Linked DNA regions of Sus scrofa: region 2 is linked to region 1. Evidence: chromatin contacts called from public HiChIP or PLAC-seq data. All regions are on one chromosome and are shown on one strand. The core of a region is the stretch at or near the end of the contact, and the rest is flanking DNA. Distances in the headings are between cores, read along the strand shown.

Region 1 (6,610 bases), core at 2,328-4,827:
TTCTTAACAAGCAAACTTGGAAATTAAAAAAAAAAAAAAAAATTCAGATGAATTGGACTCACAGTTAACACCCCAAAACTATAGGAGAGTGGTGAGAAGCCAGAGATAAAAATTCACACATCTCCCCAATTGGATTCAGAAGAAACACCAATTTTTCTCCTTTAAGTATTTTTATAATGGCTGGATTAGAACCCTATTTGGATAATTCTAATATCTGTGTCATCTTGGTCTTTATATACATTGATTATCTTTCCTCACTCAAATGAAAAATTTACTTATTAGTATGAGAGAGATTTTATAAAAAAATAAATTTAACCTGGGCACTTTGCATGTGACTCTGGGTCTTATTTAAATTTTTTTTTTTTTTTTTTTTTGTCTTTTTTGTCTTTTTAGGGCCGCACCCATGGCATATAAAGGTTCCCAGGCTAGGGGTCTAATCCGAGTGGTTGCGCTGTCCTACGCCACAGCCACAGCAACACCAGATCCTTAACTCACTGAGTGAGGCCAGAGATTGAACCCACAACCTCGTGGTTCCTAGTCGGATTTGTTTCTGCTGTGCCAGCCATGATGGGAGCCCCTTAAATTTTTTTTTGTTTTAAAGGAGCTCCCCCCTTCTCCCTGTCTGGGATAGGAGGGGCACTACCTCATTATCAGCAGGTGAAAGTGGCAGTCTAAATTTCTTACTCAGTCTCTTTGACACTAATAGAGAAGTTCCTCATTATTCCTGGGTAGAGGTGTAAGTCCAGGATCACCATGTGGCCTCTGTAGGGATCAATTTTCCTTCTTCCCTTCCAGTTTCTTTGGTTGGTCTAATAATTAAATTGATATGACATCAGGGCAGCCCTTCCCAAGATGTGCCACTTTAGCATGCAGATCATCTGGAGCTGAAAGCAATCAAGGCTGAAAAGATGCAGGAAGAACCTTTGAACTTCCCCTTAAATGCCTAAAAGAGTTTAGAGGATCAGTTCCAGGAAAGCAGCTCTCACCACAAATAACTACAGTGTAATTTGAACTTGGTGTGGTAGACAGCGCAGACTAGCAAAGACCGTTTACTAAAATTCCTCTTCTGTTTGGCCCTGCAAACATTCATTTACAAAACATTTGCTTTTCTTCATCTTCCTATGAATTACCTCCCTACCTTTCGAAATCCCAAACCCCTAATCCCTTCTTCTCTCAGGCCCCAATTGTCTAACTTGTCCTTTTTTCTTATGGCCACAAACCCAGAAATTAAATTTGATTTTTTTCCTGTTAATGTCTCATATCAATTTAATTTTAGACAAGCCAGAAAACCTAGAAAAGCAGAGGAAAAAAAATGTCCTCCCCAACAACCACAACTTCTTTCCTCTCCACATGATCTTGTCACCTAGAACACTCTCTGGCACTTAACATGTGCTCAGCAAATGTATTTTGAACCAATGCTGAATGTACTTCTTTCTTGAGTTCTCTTGACTTTCTAATTCACAATGATTATCTTCTTCTCCATGTGTTCCTTTTAACATAAATTGCTTAAAACCTCCAGTTTGGAATGCAGAATATGGTTTATTACTTAAATTTCAGGTATATGCACCCCTCCCTGCCCTTTTCAAAAGAGAGGATAAAATCTTTGAGACAGCATCTGAGACTCAGAACCTGCGTATCTAACCTATCTTTTTACATCTCCACCATCTTTGAAACATTTCAAAGGCACTGAGACAGTGATTACTGATGTTTATTGCTATTGTTGATGGTGAAGATAATGATAAAAACTAAAAAGGAAGTTGAATGTTGTTAAAAACCATAGAAGTCAGAAGACTTGAGAGAAGGTAAAAAAGAAACAGAAAATGAACATCTTTACTTTCCTGTCTGGTTGCCTGGATGAAAACATGGGCCTCTTACAGAATTGGCTTAGTAGTAATTTTTCTCACATACAGGTTCTTGTTCCTTTTACTATCCTGTTTGACATCAGCAGACTTTGAGGCTTCCACCCTTAAAAATTCCTGAAATAGGAAGCTCCTGTTGTGGCTCAGCGGTAATGAGCCTAGCTAGTATCCATGAAGACACAGGTTCCATCCTGGCCTGCCTCAGTGGGTTAAGGATACAGTGTTGCCCTGAGCTGTGGGGTAGGTCACAGAAGTGGCTTGGATCTAGCATTGCTGTGCCTGTGGCATAGGCTGGCAGCTGCAGCTCCAATTCAACCCATAGCCTGGGAACTTCCATATGCCGTGGGTGTGGCCCTAAAAAAAAAAAAAGTCATGAAATAATAATTTGCCTCCATCTGGACCCCATTTATGAGACTGACGCGCTGCTACTGTGCTAAGAAGTCACTGACAGGACCCCATTTATTTCTATCTCATGTATCATTAAGAGAAAAAAGAGTTTTGTTCATAACCTCTCTTGATTTTCTGATGGTTTAAGACCAGACAGACTCTACAGTAATATTAGTATAATGTTTAATAATACATATGTTAATCTCTCTCTCTCTCTCTTTTTTTTTTTAGTGCTACATGTGCAGCATATGGAAGTTTCCAGGCTACCGGTCGAATTAGAGCTACAGCTGCCCACCTGCACCACAGCCACAGCAACTTGGGATCAAGCTGGGTCTGCGACCAACACTGAAGCTCAGGGCCTGACCCACTGAGAGAGGCAAGGTTGGACTCCACATCCTCATGGTCGGATTTGTTTCCGCTGCTCCAAATGGGAACTCCATCGTTAATCTCATTTTGAGTACTTCTGTGCTATGTGTTTGTTCCCTTATTTCCTAAAAGTCCCAAGACTTCATGTACTTATGTGCTGCAAAGTTCTCAGCCTTCTAAGAGCAAGAGGTCCAGTGTAGGAAGATGGAGTTTACTGAAGTACTTACAATACGGTATTTGGCATGAAAGTGAGAAAATGAGGGTAAGACGGTTGGCAGTGGCACTGGGGAATGATGACGACTTTCTCAGTTCAGAGTCCTTGGTCCCATTAACTCAGGTTTACTTTGGACAAAGTGAACAAACTGAGTCTTTCTGTTTCAAAATCTCTAAGACGAGGATAGTGTTTACTGTGCGTACCTTCCAGGATCATATATCGTCTAAAGGCGGTAGATGAATAAAACGGAAGATTTGCTGGATTATCCAATTCTTGCCTTCAGTTTCCATTGCTCAAATAGTTTAAGAAGACTTGGACCAGGACAAAGAATTGCTTGTTTCCTGTCTACCTCTTTTTTTTTTTTTTTGCAAGAGTTAAAGAGCTGGAACAGTTAAAGCAATGCCTGGCATAGAAGTACCTATCCTTTAAATGTTACCTATTTATAAATTGTTATGTGTGTATGCCTTTCCAAAAATCATGAGTCACAATCCCAGTAGCCAAGTGTAAGAACGATGAGAATAATCATTCCTGCATCTGACTGCGTTTAAGGATAGCACTTTGAGAAAACTAAATAGATTCAGTTGTTACTATTACAAAGACACATCAGACAAGATAATACACGAGCAAACAGAACTGACACTAGATGGGAATGCTGTATGCAAATGAAGGATTCTGGTTCTGATCTCCCATTGGTTATTTAATAATAGCCAATGGGAGAATTGCACGCAGTCTCCCTCCAGTTAGTATAAATACTTCTTTCGCCCTCATCTTCGCTCTATTTCGCTTTCTCTTTTGTTTAGAAAGGCTTTCTGTTTTCCTTAGCAGTTATGTCTGGCCGTGGCAAACAGGGTGGTAAGGCTCGCGCTAAGGCTAAGACTCGGTCCTCTCGGGCTGGTCTTCAGTTCCCCGTGGGTCGAGTGCACCGCTTGCTCCGCAAAGGCAACTATTCCGAGCGGGTTGGTGCTGGGGCTCCGGTGTACCTGGCGGCAGTGCTGGAGTACCTTACCGCCGAGATCCTGGAGTTGGCGGGCAATGCAGCTCGCGACAATAAGAAGACTCGCATCATTCCGCGCCACTTGCAGCTGGCCATCCGCAACGACGAAGAACTTAACAAGTTGTTGGGTCGGGTGACCATCGCTCAGGGCGGAGTGTTACCAAATATCCAGGCAGTGTTGCTCCCTAAAAAGACTGAGAGCCACCACAAAGCCAAGGGCAAGTAAAGTATTACTTGTTTGGCAAGGTATTTTGCTTCCTATCAAGAAAAAAAAAAAAAAAAAGGCTCTTTTCAGAGCCACCCATCTTTTCTACTTAAAGAGCTGTTATGCTTTTAATTACTCTCCCCTTATATGAAGGTTTCGGTACCAGGGTAGAAGTCAAAGCTAGCAAGTGAATTACCCGAAAGAAATCTTTAGCCCCAGTAATTGTTCTTGAGGACTTTACCTGTGACATAACCATTTTACTCTAAACTGCCATCCCTGTCCCAGTGGTGAGAGCTTGGGATTTTTCCTTCTGAGTGAGAGAAGGTTATTAGTGATAAGCACAGATTTCTTTAAGGTTAACTTTCGTCAAAAATGCAACACAAAAATAAATATGCATCTAGATTCAGGAGTTTATAAAAGCATTACACATTTTATCGAGTAGATGAGAGTAAATTATAGATCCTTGACACTCCCCTTTAGTTTCAAAATCGTCTCCCTGATTGTCCACAATATTCGTGCCACACCCAAGAAAACCTTAATATTTTAGATGCTACCCAAATGTAAATTTCCCTAAGCATTTCTAAAATATCTTTGGTTTTTGAACTCAACAAAACCCGTTGACGAAGTTCTTGTTGTTTTGTGCGATTATTTTGTAAATTTTAAGAATTCTAGGGCTTTTGAATGCAAGATTATTGTCCACAATAGATATAGAGGCGAAAGGGTAAATAAGATGACGTCAGGGCGTCAGAGTCTTTTTGGTGAACTCATTCACCAATCTGAAAGCCGCTCTTGAGCCCCACAGGCTCAGAAGTAGACCAATCAGGGGAGGGCGCGGGAACGTTTGAATGTTCTTGGGCCCAATAGTCGGAGGTCTAGCTGTATAAAAGAACGGTGGCTGACTCCTTCTCACTAGTTGCTGTAAGACAAACTCCTTGCTTGTTAGTTATGGCTCGTACCAAGCAGACCGCTCGCAAGTCCACCGGCGGCAAGGCGCCGCGCAAGCAGCTGGCCACCAAGGCGGCCCGCAAGAGCGCGCCCGCCACCGGCGGCGTGAAGAAGCCGCACCGCTACCGGCCCGGCACGGTGGCCCTGCGCGAGATCCGGCGCTACCAGAAGTCCACGGAGCTGCTGATCCGCAAGCTGCCGTTCCAGCGGCTGGTGCGCGAGATCGCGCAGGACTTCAAGACGGACCTGCGCTTCCAGAGCTCGGCCGTGATGGCGCTGCAGGAGGCGTGCGAGGCCTACCTGGTGGGGCTCTTCGAGGACACCAACCTGTGTGCCATCCACGCCAAGCGTGTCACTATCATGCCCAAGGATATCCAGTTGGCTCGCCGCATCCGTGGGGAGAGGGCATAAGTTAACCAGTTTCAAGTGTCAATCTTAAACCCAAAGGCTCTTTTCAGAGCCAACTATAATTTCACTTTTGAGAGCTGTGTCACAAGGCACTAGAATATACTCAGTGTACATTGGTTATTCTACTCTCCTCGACTTTTGAGGTTTAACACAACAGGAGGCAGAACAAAGGAGTTTCGTAGGCTTTTCCCTGAACGAACGGATTTTACACCAAAACGTGAGACTTAATACACTTACCGTGACAGCCACCAATTCCAAAGATTTTTGCCTCCGTTTCTATTTCCACCCATTACTTAAACAACCTTTTCTGACATCTGAGGCAGAAGTTAGTAGGGCCTGGTAAAATAATTTGGATCCCTCTCCTACAAGAAAAACCCACAGAAAACACAAGATAAAATGAATTTCGTAGTTTACTTGTATTTATTTGCTTGCTGGAGTTTTAAAAGGCTTTTGGGTTACATAATATTTGCATTAGAAAAAGTAAATCTTGTCATCTGTGTGTCCTTTATGTTTATTTGTAACATCTCATTTTGCCAGACTACTACAATCCTCTGCCTGGCACAGATCTTTATTCCATATAAGGGATCTGTCAGAAGCACCATTGCCCTTAGCTTAAACCAAGTTGATGGCCCTGCCCCAACTCTTGTCCCTGCTGCTGTCCAAGAATCTTGGTTTTTGCTCTTACAGCTGTGCTAGCTCTTGTGTTCACTCTTTTGATTCCCCCCCACCCCAATATTGCATGTATCTGTAGGATTAAAAAGGTGTTTTAGGTTACAGGGCTTCTTAGCTTTTAAAAGTAAATGTGTCCATTGCTGCTGATGCACAGAGGACAATGGCTGGGTCAAACTGCTCCTTTCTCCCTCTCCGCAGCTAAGGGACATGGATTTGGCTTTTAAGTCTTCATTTAGTGCATTTGTCCAGTGCCTAGGAAGAAAAAAGTAGCACCATCTTAGAATCCACATCCTTTTTAATCTTTCTAGAGTATTCTGGAAGGTGGAAGTATTTGGATGCTGGCTAGCTAGCCAGGGATCAAATCCCAGCTTTACTGTTTAATATGTCATCTTAAAAAAACAATTTGAACATTATCAGAAAAATGGGGATAACACTACCCACTTCATAGGTTTGTTATTGGATAAATGTATGTACTGATTTGGGGGCACACAGCATTATATACACTGAACATTTTCAACCTTTTAAATAAGAACGAACTCTGCCTTTTAAATTTCCTTTTT
Region 2 (6,610 bases), core at 1,341-3,840, 270 kb before region 1:
TCACCTTTAGCATCTCCTTTGGCCTTTCTCTTAGGCATGGTGGCAGCAGTGCTTGGCAGATGGCTTTGCCAGCCCAAGGAGTTCTTCTGTCTTCCTCACTGCTCCTAGAAAGATTTCTTTAACAAGACATGAACAATGTAAACCATAAAAAGACGGACAAATTTAACTACATTAAAATTCGAATTGGGACTTCTTATTGTTCAGCAAGTATCTGTGAGGATGAGGGTTCGATTCCCGGCCTTGCTCAGTGGGGTAGGCATTGCCTCAAGCAGCAGTGTAACTTCCATATGCCGCTCAGATCTGGTGTTGCTGTGGCTGTGGCATAGGCCGGCCAGGGACCTTCCATATTCCGCAGGGGTGTGGCCCTAAAAATAAAATAAATAAAATAATGTAAAAAAATTTCAAGTTTGACTATATTAAAATTAGTAATTTGTATATGACAAAAAGATGCATAAAAAAGTAAAAAAAAAAATGTTACAAGCTGGAGAAAGGCATTCATAGTATATATAACTGACAGGATTAGCATCCATAATACTGAAAGAATTCTTACAGATCTGTGAGTAAAGGACAAAATGAAAATTTAAAAACAATGGGCCAAAGGGGTTAATAACTACTTCTTAGAAAAAGCATGAATGGTGAAAAAGCAAAAAAAAGAGTAAACTTCATTGGTAATATGGGACATGAATACAAAACCCACAAGATATAACATTTCACATCCATCAGATTGGAGACAACTAAGTTGCCTGACAATATCAAGGGCCCAGCAGATGTGGAACAAATAAACACAGAAAGTGATTTTGAATTTGAATAATTAGGACCCAGGCTTATAGCTGGCATTCACAAACACGGTGGGACTTTTTTATTTTTATTTTTTATTTTTTTAATGGCTGCACCTGCAGCATATGGAAGTTACCTGGCCAGGGACTGAATTCCAGTCACAACTGTGACCTACACCACGGCTGTGGTCCTTACCCACTGTGCCACAGCGGGAACTCTCAAAATCTTTTTCCCATGGTTTTTTTCTCTTTCATCTTGAGTCTGCTTGTCTCCTGAGCGGGAGCAGGGAGAGTAAGGGCTGATGGGTGGGGCCTTACTTCAGCCCCCTCCTGGGGGAATGCCTCTCAGGCCTAGGGCACTGACATGTGCAGAGAGGGAGAGGTAACGGTGGGGTGCTCTTTGTACAAAAGAGAAACATGGTTTTGCACAGAAATAAACAGCCTTGGGTAAGGGGAAAAAAAAAAAAAGTATTCCTGTGGTTTGGCCTCAGAGAAAGATGGAGAGGACAAAACCCAACACCTCCAGGACCCTGAGACCCTTGCTCCTGGAAGGCACCATATGAACTCACATGTATTTCTGAGTGGTATAGAGGGGTTTTTAAATGGAAATGTCTTAGACAAATTTGCATCGAGCACCTGTCCAACTTATTGCCTTGTTAAGAAGGGAAACAACAAGATGACAAAAGCATGTGTCTTTCAGAGAAAGTATGAAAATGAGGGAGTGACAGGGCTGGGGAAGGGATGCTTATACAAGTTGCCTGTTTAAAAAAGAAAGAAAGAAAGAAAAAAAAAACCAGGAAAACAGTTCATTACGTAAGTATTGCTCTTACTTGTCTTATGGTTATAAAAACATCACATTCATATCAGTCATTTGAGGGAATCTGGAACATTGCCATCTGAGAGACTAGGCTTGGTTACCCTTAGAAACAGTAACAACAACAGTAATAATAATACACCTAAGAAGAAAATCTAGAGGCTATGTTGAAGCTGTATGGTGTTACATACATATAATTTTATACAAATTGTATAATGTTTTTCTTCCATTAACACTGAAGCAGGCCATGTCAGAAACAGAGGTACGAGGCCAAACACCAGGGCCCAAGTCCTGATTTAAAACAGGTATTGCCAGGGACTTTTCTCAAGACTCAAGGCAATATGCAACAGTTGGTCTATTTCTTAACTTTGGGATGCTTTTTTCTTTTTGACAGGGAGAGCAGAAGGCCCAAGTGGTGGAAAGCTCAGCCCTTCGGTGGCCACTGAGGAGGGGATTCTCAGAGGTGAGGCCGCCTAAGATGGAGAGGAGAGGGGAGAAAGAGCCCAGGCCAGTGGCAGACCTATTCAGGGCCACAGCCCTGCGGGCCCTATGCTTTCAAATCCTCTTCTTGCTTCTCCTTTTTCTGCCCTAGAGCTTCCCTGGAGACTTCTCACTCCAGCAGGGCCTGTAATGACCCTCCCCTCCCGAATTCCGCTATTCTTGAGAATGGGAGGCAAGGCGGAGGTGGGGGGGACCCTAGGTGACCTCATCACTACGAGGGCCGGATTGCAGGAGGGTCCCGAATCTAGGCAGGGCGGCCGCACTCCCCCCATTTTCCGGAGACGCTCGCAAAGGCCTCCTTCCGAGGTGCTTACCCGAGTCTCGCGGCCGTCCGAGCGGCGCGGGGCTCCCGACTGCCGGCCTGCTGCGCAGGTGCCCTCGGCTGGGGCAGGGCCGGCGTGAACCCTGCGATCGTGGAGAGACGCCCGGAGCCCGGCACAGCCGGGAACAGGAAGGCAAGGCAAGGCGGGGATGCGCTTCCGGGGCTGCGGGCGTCGGGCCACCTCGCGTCGCAGTCGGGGACAGCCCGGTTCTCCCCTCGTGATACTAGTGTCCGCCTCCGGGGGCCGCAGACTCCGGACCTACTTTGAATAGTGTCGCCACAGCACCACAGGCCGGGACAAGTGAGATAAGAAAAGGAGGGAAACGTATTTATGATTTTTTCAAATAAATGGTTTAAAGGAAATGTATGGTGGTAGAAAAACGTTTGTTTCCGCCCGGTTTCGAACCGGGGACCTTTCGCGTGTGAGGCGAACGTGATAACCACTACACTACGGAAACCTTGCGGTGATGGTTTTCCCCGACTGGTAGTTCATTCTACGGAACTCCCCACCCCCATGCCTCCGCTGCCCATTTGCTCCGTTCCTGTAAATCTCCGTCGTTAACGTGCACTTGGCGTCTGTGTACCATTCTCCTAAATCAGAGAAGCCAATTAAATGCGAAAGCCAAGCCCGTAGGGCGCATAGATCTGGAGCCGAGTTCTTAATAATTTATTCCGGAAATGGCTGGATAGGGGAGAACGAATGCGACTTTAACCCCTTCACTACCATTTCTCAGTCTGAACTAGATTTTAATTTCTTTCCCTTTGTTTACTATGTTACCTTTAGTTAGAATGGACTGGCGAAGCTGGGCGTGACACCCGGCCCGCGCGCATTTCTCCCGCTGGCGCCACCTCATGGCCGTACGCGGAATTGCTCTGCTAAGGAGTGACGTCTCCCGTTGCGGTTAAAACTGGCGCTTTCTCGCTCCCGAGACTTCCAGGCACACCTCACTTTATAAGGATTTCCTAACTTGATCGAACGTCTCAGCGGTAGGCAGAGGAGGTAAGTAAAAAGTAACCACGCACATCGAGCCAGCCAGGAGTCGAACCTGGAATCTTCTGATCCGTAGTCAGACGCGTTATCCATTGCGCCACTGGCCCGGCGTGTGTACACTTTTCAGGCGGGCATGCCTTCATCAGAAACAAGGCGGCGGCGCTGCTTCACGCGGTGCGGTCTGCGCCTGGGCCTGCAAGTTGCGTTGTCCTAGCTAGTTCAGACTTGCAGCGCGTGGACTCCCAGGCAGCCACTTTGCTTGCACGCGCGTCCCCCAGTGTCTGTAGTCCTGTCTCAGTGTGTCTGAACCAACCGAAAAATGGCGGTAGGAGGCAAGCCTGGCACTCTCTCGGCCTCAGTATCACCCCCATTCAATAATTCATTCATTCAACCGATATTACCATTCAAGGTACCGGAAATACAACTGTCAAGAAAATAGATTTGGGTAGGGGGATGCTGGAGGTTTGGGATGGAAATGCATTATACAACTACAAATGTAATAAATTCATTGAGTAATATAAATAAAATAAAATTTTTTTTTCACAAAAGAAAGAAAATAGATGTCATCCTTGCCCTGAAGAAGACTGTATGGAAGTAGCGAAGACGGTAATAAAGCACTAAATAAATAAAATAATAGTGATAAGCACTTAGAGGGAAGAATAAAACAAACGGGAAAAGGAATAGGAAAACCCAGCAGGGAAGGTGATGAAAGATAAATGTGGGTATTGGGGAAAGAGCGACCTGGAACAGGGGGAATCTCCAGGGCAAAGGCCTGGAGGTGGGAGCGCGCTTGGGGATTTCAGCAATGTGGCGGAGGCCAGTGCTGAGCGCAGAGCGCTAGGAGACCTCGAGGAAATGATCCTTGGCCTTGTACGCCCTTGTAAAAACTTTGGCTGTTACTCTGTAGGAAATTGGAAGCCACTGTACGGTGGCAATATATCTCTCTTGTATCTTCTTGCATGGTTGAAAAAACTTTATTCCCCAAATTTACTTAAGCAAATTCGTCATGACACGGATCCCAGTTCCCGGGACTGAATCTAGGCTGCAGCCTTGAAAGCACAGAATCCTAATCACTAGACCACGGAACTGACCTTCCCTCTTAATCTTAGAGCCTAATCAGTAAATGCCTACTTACTGCCCCAGCTCCAACTAGTATTTGTTCTAATCTTTAGATGAGAACTTCACCAAGATAGCTTATCAAAGGGGTGGTGAAGGGTGTGATCCTCTGCTGGTTTTCCTGGTAATTGACCTGTCAACCTGAGGTCAGTTCTCCCTATAGTTGGTAATCTCCCTCTTCCCCTGGGAGCTAAGACTACTGCCGTGTGCTGCACATGGTGGGGTGTCCTCTGGGGCCTTGCCTCAGACCCCTGAGTTCCCCCATCCATTAAACCGCTGATGTCTCTGTTACTGACTCTGGGCCTTTTCTTCTGTCTTGAAGCTGAGCAAGTATAGGGCTTGCAAGCCTGCTGGGTGCAGCACAAGGGAAGCAAACTGGGTACCTCTTGGTTCTATTGTTATCCTCATCACATAGCCAGGATGAGAAGGCCAGATTCTAGGGAGTTCCTGGAAGTCACAGGTCCCATCTTGCACCTCTAAAATGGCCTTCGACTCAGCCAGCTGGGAGGCCGTGCTCACATTTGCTGTCTTCAGTGTCTGTAAAGACCTCCCTTTGACAGGTTTTGAAAGCTTTTCGTGGCTGCCTTAAATTTCTCTACTCAAGTTCTGACATGAGCTGACATTCGCTTTCACTTCCTTCTTAGAGATCTTTCTCCTGGGTCTTTTTCTCTGAGAGTTCCAGTTTCCAGCTTCCAGTCTTTTTTTCAGTGGTTGTTTCAGCCAGAAAAAGAGAAACTGAACTGACAAAAAACAGAACAGCACATATATTTCTAGGAGTCGTCTTACATGATTGTAGGGACTGACAAATCTGAAATCTGTAGTGCAGGCTAGGAGTTTAGAAAATTCCAGGCAGGAGCTGATACTACTACAGTCTTGTGACAGAATTTCTTCTTCCTTAGGAAGAGCTTCACTTTGCTCTTAAAGTCTTTCACCTTGTTGGCTAAGGCCCACCCACATTACTGAGGATAAACTCTTTTACTTATAGTCAGCTAATCAGATGTTAACCACATTTACAAAATGCCTTCACAGCAACATCTAGGTTAGTGTTTAACTGAATAACTGGGCTTTTACTAGCCAAGTTGCTTGCAAGTCAACTGCTTTGAATTACTAGAATGTCTCTGCAAATTTTGACAGCAGCCAATCAGAGGAAAAACTCAAACCAAATACTGTTGGCTCTGCTGTCTTTCTAAATGTCCACTGCAGTTTGGTCAAAGACATGTTAGGTGTGACTGTGATGTTCCATGATTATCTCAGCTCCAAGTGCATTAATAATGCTATGGTTAATCTTATCCTATTAAAGAAATTGGGGCTTACTTCATAGAGTCAATCAGACTGTGTGTTGAGTTCATAGACTTTCGATCATTTTATGAAAATGAAAAACCTAGCAGAGTCAAGAGATTTTTAACCTCTGCCCCACATCATGTTTGTAGGCGGAGACTAGTGCCATGGCTGCTGAAATGAGAGAGAAATCTTGAAATATTGATACAGTTTAGAAATACTGAAACGTTGATTTCAGCATTTTCACCATGACAACAGATTTCAAGCAAGCAGCCAGTCATAACTATAGATTTCATTTGGGAAGTTACTTTCACAGCGATGGCAACAATTTGTAAGCTCTTCTGAGTTCCACTAAAGTCCTTTGGTCAAATTAAATTCCCAAGGACAGATTTGTTTTACAGAGAGTGGGATAAATCGAATAAATTTGGAACAGTTACAAATACACAAGCCTCCATTTAAACATAGAAATTCTTGTGAATGCTCTCAATTTGATAGCTTATCAAGCAGATCTTTTGGACAAGTTTTCAGATAAGAAAGAAAGATTTTCTTCCTCTAGCTGCAGAAGAGAGGGGACTGCTCCTTTTATCTCTTTCCAAAACTAGGTTTTAATGATGAAGTCTTGAATTTTTTTAAGACGCGACTCTGGAATTCCATTAGTTAACATTATAAGCAAGAAGCAGGCAGATGGAACACAATTTTACGGAAAGAAATGGCTAAAGTAGGGCCCATGTTTTAATTAAAATTCGTGAACTAAAGAACATAGAGCTTTCTTCCTTCAGGGACTAGTTTTTGGTGCTGGAAGTGTTCTGGTG

Evidence for each region. HiChIP or PLAC-seq counts read pairs in DNA pulled down with a chosen protein or histone mark.
Region 2: an H3K27ac HiChIP or PLAC-seq map of alveolar macrophages shows a contact between it and region 1. The contact joins the promoter of HMGN4 here to the promoter of LOC110261483 in region 1. A contact is called at or near these places in 1 of 5 promoter capture datasets (liver), 10 of 47 Hi-C or Micro-C datasets (alveolar macrophages, embryonic fibroblasts, fetal skeletal muscle and 6 more) and 1 of 2 datasets of contacts at active chromatin or transcription factors (alveolar macrophages).

Annotation. Positions count from the first base shown.
Region 1 is chr7:20,727,433-20,734,042 of Sscrofa11.1, reverse strand. LOC110261483 (histone H2A type 1) reads left to right here and starts at 3,577. Exons shown (of 1, transcript XM_021098433.1): 1 at 3,577-4,103. The coding sequence starts at 3,654. The coding sequence ends at 4,046. It also overlaps the pseudogene LOC110261489.
Region 2 is chr7:20,994,893-21,001,502 of Sscrofa11.1, reverse strand. HMGN4 (high mobility group nucleosome-binding domain-containing protein 4) reads right to left here and starts at 2,590. Exons shown (of 2, transcript XM_001928253.7): 1 at 2,406-2,590; 2 at 1-116. The coding sequence starts at 38. It overlaps TRNAR-ACG (a tRNA gene), which reads right to left and starts at 3,511; the gene lies at 3,439-3,511. TRNAV-CAC (a tRNA gene) reads right to left here and starts at 2,871; the gene lies at 2,799-2,871.